2 separate regions of the Sus scrofa genome follow, and region 1 is linked to region 2. Evidence: chromatin contacts called from public Hi-C data. All regions are on one chromosome and are shown on one strand. Each heading gives the region's core, a stretch centred on a gene start, on an enhancer-like site or on the middle of the called end of the contact. The rest is flanking DNA. Distances are from core to core; before and after follow the strand shown.

Region 1 (2,823 bases), core at 307-2,806, 230 kb before region 2:
TTTTACCCTCCATCTTGCTCGCTGCACTCCAGGTTAGTGGGCAACTTACAGCCTCAAACGTCAGGGTCTCGGGGGTTCATCCTCACGGTTCCCACCACAAGAAATGCTCTACGCCAGCTCACTCCCTTCCTTTATTTAAGTCTCTGCATCAGCGAGGACTTCCTGGACCTCACTCTCGAAAACGTACCTCTCCCCTCCTTCCTCCCTGTGCCTCTGCTTTATTTTCTTCATGGACATGTACCATTTGACATGACATCCTATCTGCTTAAAAGTACTTTCTAAATACTTAAAACACAGCAAAGAGCACAAAACACGTGTATGACAACATTGCCTAAAGGTACACCCAGAACCTGAATTCCTTAGACGATCAGATATGTTTGGATAATACTGAGCTAAACAAGTTGAATAACTTTAGTTACTTTAATTCTTTATTTTTATTTTTTATTATTCTTATTTTTTAGTAGTTATTTCCCCAATACTTTTATTTTTATTGTTTTTAATAGTTATTTCCCCAATAATTTTATTATTTTTTAATAGTTATTTCCCCAATACTTGGTAGTTATTTTAAGACGTCAGAGTCCGTCATACACTGTTGCTTATGTGATATGCTTAAAGGAAAATATACAAAGCAGTGTTTTCTTTCTTTTCTTCTTCTTCTTTTTTTTTTTTTTGTCTTTTCTGCCATTTCTTGGGCCGCTCCGGTGGCATATGGAGGTTCCCAGGCTAGGGGTCTAATCGGAGCTGTAGCTGCCGGCCTACACCACAGCCACAGCAACGCAGGATCCGAGCCGCATCTGCAACCTACACCACAGCTCATGGCAACACCGGATCCTTAACCCACTGAGTGAGGCCAGGGATCAAACCTGCAACCTCATGGTTCTTAGTCAGATTCATTAACCACTGAGCCACGATGGGAACTCCACTAAGCAGTGTTTTCTAAACTTAAATGATCCCAGAAACTTTTCTCTAAGGAGCACCTAATGGATGATTATTCCAAGGACTGCATCTGGGGAAACAATAAATATTCTGGGGTAGGGGGTTTTATGTCTTCTTCAGCCCTCTGCCCTCAGTAACTGGAAATCATCCATGACACAGAGAGTATTCCAGGCATATTTGCTGAAAGAATGATTGATGAACATGTACGGCTTCTTCAATATTTTAAGACTGTTCTTTCAGCCTCTCAGGAGGGAACCAGATCACATGACTTTTCAAGGCTTCTTCTAAAGTCCCCAGGTCTTTAGAAGTTCTGATACTTTAGGGCCACTGTGGGACTTCCAGGGGACAGCAAAAAGACAGTGATGAGGGTCTGACAAAAGCAGCTGAAGAACGACTGCAGTGAAATTCCCGATGGGAGCCAGCAGACAGGGCCAATGACGTGTCTTCAGCCTCTTTGAACCACTCTCTCCCTCTCTCTGGCCTCTGCCCAGCCCCAAGCTCCCTCCTCCTGCTTTAAGAAGAAAGAGAAACAGAGCCACACATTTAGGACAGGGACTGGGTTTCTGGAGCTAAAGGAAGGCTGTCCCAGGGGTGTGGAGCACCAGGCCACTAGATGCCACTGTGCTCCTCGGAAACGTGATGCAGAGCTTCTGCCAGAGCTGCCAGCGGGTGGCTGAACAGACCATAGGACGCTACGTGCATGCGGGGGCAGAAAAGAATCTCCGTGCCGTGTCATCCGGGGTGACCTGAGCTTCCTATCTCCCTCTGCACCCCACACAGAGCTCTTGCCCTGCCAGTCACTCTGTCGGGGGAGGCTGTTCTGAAGCCTGAATTAGAGGGTCAAGATCCACACCCCCGCTGGAGGCTGGGACGCGGAGGAGGAATGGCACAGCCTTCAAAATATCGTACTTCTCTCTCTGCCTTCTTTTCTGTAGTTTAACTTTTTCTAGCTTTGTACATATTCTAAATATATGTTAAAATCACACTGTTCATTTCCTACTTTTCAAATAAATTTTTTTTTTTTTAAAAAATACGGTATTTACGTATTTCTGAAGCCAGCGCCGCCTTCTCCTGGGGCCCTGGGGAGCTCCCCATAGTTACTGCGAGCAGTTACTCTAACACGGATTGCAGCTGCCTCATTTTTCTCTTTGGGTCAGCGTGTTTTTTAGGGCACAGTATGACATCAGATTTAGGGTCTCCTAAGGCTAGGGGGTTAGGAGGCTCCAAAGGGCCCCACTGCTGAGGGGTACTCAGTGATACACACCTGCATTGTGTAAGTTTATGCCATCAACCCAACTCAAAGCTAGGTTTCACGGTGCCTCAGATAAGTCTTCAGCCTAATTATCATAATTGGTTTTCATAATTATTGAGTGCCTCCTACGTTCCAGGAACTAAACTAAGTGTTTTTCATATGTTATCCTGCTTAGTCCTCACTACGATCCAATTAAGTATGTATTATTAATTTTATTTTGCAGACAAGGAAACCGAGATCAAAGAGGTAAAGTGATTTACTCAAGCTTAAGTAACAGGAGGGGAACTTGAGATTTAAACTGAGGTCTGGAGTTCCCGACGTGGCTCAGTGGCTAACGAACTCGACTAGGAACAATGAGGTTGTGGGTCCGATTCCTGGCCTTGCTCAGTGGGTTAAGGATCCGGCGTTGCCATGAGCTGTGGTGTAGGTGGCAGATGCGGCTGGGATCCTGTGCTGCTGTGGCTCTGGCGTAGGCTGGTGGCTACAGCTCCAATCGGACCCCCAGCCTGGGAACCTCCATATGCCGCGGGAGCAGCCCCAGAAAAGGCAAAAAGACAAAAAAAATAAAAATAAAAAATAAATAAAATAACTACTGTAGAGGAATGCTAGCCACTGGTTACATGCCACAGCTCTGA
Region 2 (2,797 bases), core at 184-2,683:
GAACTCCATAGACTGATTTTGAATGTGGGTCACTGGGCTTCCATCCACTCAAGTTTTGCACCCCTGCTCCAGGAGTTGCAGCAGCAGAAGTTTTGAAATGATCAGTTAATGACTAAACAATAGTGGATCATTTCTCAAAGATCAATGGCTGACCCAGATAAGAAAAAGCAAAGTCCCCAAGTCTTCCAAATTTCCCCCTTATCCTCAGCATTTTCTCAGTGCCTCCCAGGTGAGGACAGAGACTTGTCCCTGTGGATGTTTGCTAAAGACAATGAAGTCATTTTCTTTTAAAGCCTTTACGTTAGGAGTTCTCTGGCTCAGCGGGTTAAGGATCCAAGTGTTGTCACTGCTGTGGTTCTGGTTACAGCCGTGGTGGGTTCGATCCCTGGCCGGGGAACTTTCATAGTTGCAGCCAACATTTAAAAAATAAAATAGGGAGTTCCCGTCGTGGCGCAGTGGTTAACGAATTTGACTAGGAACCATGAGGTTGCGGATTCGGTCCCTGCCCTTGCTCAGTGGGTTGACGATCCGGCATTGCCGTGAGCTGTGGTGTAGGTTGCAGACGCGGCTCGGATCCCGCATTGCTGTGGCTCTGGTGTAGGCCGGCGGCTACAGCTCCTATTGGACCCCTGGCCGGGGAACCTCTATGTGCCGCAGAAGCGGCCCAAAGATATAGCAAAAAAAAAAAAAAAAAAAAAAAGACAAAAAATAAATAAATAAAAATAAAAAATAAAATAGGGAGTTCCCGTTGTGGCACAGTGGTTAACGAATCCGACTAGGAACCATGAGGTTGCGGGTTCGGTCCCTGGCCTTGCTCCGTGGGTTAAGGATCTGGCGTTGCCATGAGCTGTGGTGTGGGTCGGATCCCGCGTTGCCGTGGCTCTGGCATAGGCTGGTGGCTATGGCTCCTATTCAACCCCTAGTCTGGGAAATGGCAAAAAGACAAAAAATAAATAAATAAATAAATAAATAAAATAAAAGCTTTACTTTAGCAATTATTCAGCTCTCCTTTCCCCCTCAAAGCAAGTAATCATAAATGTGATCAGCAAGGTAGAAATATTGTCTTCCCTGCAAACGTTAGAATTACAATTAACCACCAGCTTCCTCTTCTCCCCACGCCAGCCTGTACAGCTTTTTCTTATGTTGAGCCAGGGCTCTCTCCCTTAGAGGCTACAGCACAGACAAAAACATCTGTTGGGGAACCACGAAAGGCCTGAACCGTTCCATGGAGGGTCCTCTGAGGTCTGTGGTCTGTGGAACTCCAGGACGAGCCCTGGACACAGGTCAGCCACCTGCTCCAGCTCTGCAGATGGGAGCTGGGGGCCCAGCATCGTACGGGGAGCCTAGCAGCAGGCTGGCCCGAGGAGGGTGGTGCCCTGCAAAGCCTCGGAGCACTTTATAGGACTTGTTCACCCAGATGTGGGTGCGCGTACGGTTTGGGCACTTTTATGAAGTTGTCAACAACGTCAATTATGATCAATCCCCCTTCTCTCTTTTCTGTGTTTTAGCAAAATATGAAGCATTTTCCACCCTGGGCCCTGCCTAAAGCTCTCCCCAGTTAGTCACAATTCAGGTCTGTGAGAAGGTCTTTAACAGAATTTTCTGCTTCTTTTCCCTGCCTGGGAATGTCAAGTTATAAGAGAACCTATGCCTCAATGTCCTGGCAGCGCTCCCTCCACCAGCCCCTCAAGGCCACATTAGGTTTCCTTTCTTCCATTCTTCCAGGCACCCTACCCCAACTCATTTTGGAGGTAATTTGGGAAATGGCTTCCCAAAGCCCACCAAATTCAAAGGTTAAACATTTTCCTGATTTGACCCTCGATCCCCAAGCACCCTGCAAAGTGTATGACCTCTAGAGCAGGCCTGGGAAGATGGCAAATGAGGGAATGCTAAGAAAACAGTCCACATTCTGAATCTACCAGTTTTTTTCCTTTTCTTTTTTTTTTTTTAATGGCCACACCTGTGTCATTAGGAAGTTCCCAGGCTAGGGGCCGAATGGGAGCTGCAGCTGAGGCCTATGCCAGAGCTTGTGAAAACACTGGATCCTTAACCCACTGAGCGAGGCCAGGGATCGAACCCGAATCCTCAGGGGCACGTTCTTACGCTGGGTTCCTAACCCGCTGAGCCACAGCAGGAACTCCCCAAATCTACCAGTTTAAAAAAGCTGCTGCTTTCCTTCATTATTCTGTCCCTACCGTTTAGTAGGAAGAAAAGGCAAGAAGGAAAAGGATTTTCTCTGAGAATCAAAACTCAGCTCATGGCCCGTACTCTGCTCTCTCGCGTGAAGACGTCCCCCTCCCTCCCACCCCCTGGTCCCCAGGAAGACCTGCAGCATCCCAAGAATCTGCAAAGTTCACCACCAATCACTCTGCCATTGTTGGAGGTGAATCTCAGGAAGGAGCTGAGCTCCAGTTATGGGGATGATGAACCCAGCCTCGAGCTGCTCGAATCCTACGGCACAGGCTTAACCCACTGATCGACTTCATCCCCGTATTTATATGTCACTTCCTTCCAGTCCTGAGGACAGCTCTTTCACTTGACCCATGACCCTATCTTTTTAGCCCTTCCATTCTACTTCCACCTGCCCCGCTTAAGCCAACCTCTGTCTTGACGTCTTCTAGGTCCTTAGAGAAGGGGGAGCTTCTTATTTAGGCCTCAAGCCATTCCCTTTGGCCTCAGGTGGAAATTCTTTGGCTAAAGGTCACCCAGCCTGCATGTGAAGCAGGTCCCTGGCCTCTGCCCCCAGGAGTTCTTGGAAGCCTCTTATCTAGTTTCTGTGGACAGGTCCTTTATTCTG

Evidence for each region. Hi-C and Micro-C count contacts between places; a contact is called where the count stands out from the background.
Region 1: a Hi-C map of omental adipose tissue shows a contact between it and region 2, with 2.2 times the contacts expected there. The contact joins two enhancer-like sites. A contact is called at or near these places in 14 of 47 Hi-C or Micro-C datasets (alveolar macrophages, brain, embryonic fibroblasts and 9 more) and 1 of 2 datasets of contacts at active chromatin or transcription factors (skeletal muscle).

Annotation. Positions count from the first base shown.
Region 1 is chr8:72,401,769-72,404,591 of Sscrofa11.1, reverse strand. All of the region lies in intron 5 of SHROOM3 (protein Shroom3), which reads right to left. Among named protein-coding and RNA genes, the nearest start is that of SOWAHB, 140 kb to the left of the region's middle. Within about 2 kb of position 1,556, at least 9 of the 83 cell types and tissues checked have an H3K27ac peak or open chromatin away from gene starts, as enhancers often do. A contact at or near this core is called in omental adipose tissue, where this site is marked.
Region 2 is chr8:72,170,372-72,173,168 of Sscrofa11.1, reverse strand. All of the region lies in intron 2 of SHROOM3 (protein Shroom3), which reads right to left. Among named protein-coding and RNA genes, the nearest start is that of SHROOM3, 74 kb to the right of the region's middle. Within about 2 kb of position 1,433, at least 10 of the 83 cell types and tissues checked have an H3K27ac peak or open chromatin away from gene starts, as enhancers often do. A contact at or near this core is called in omental adipose tissue, where this site is marked.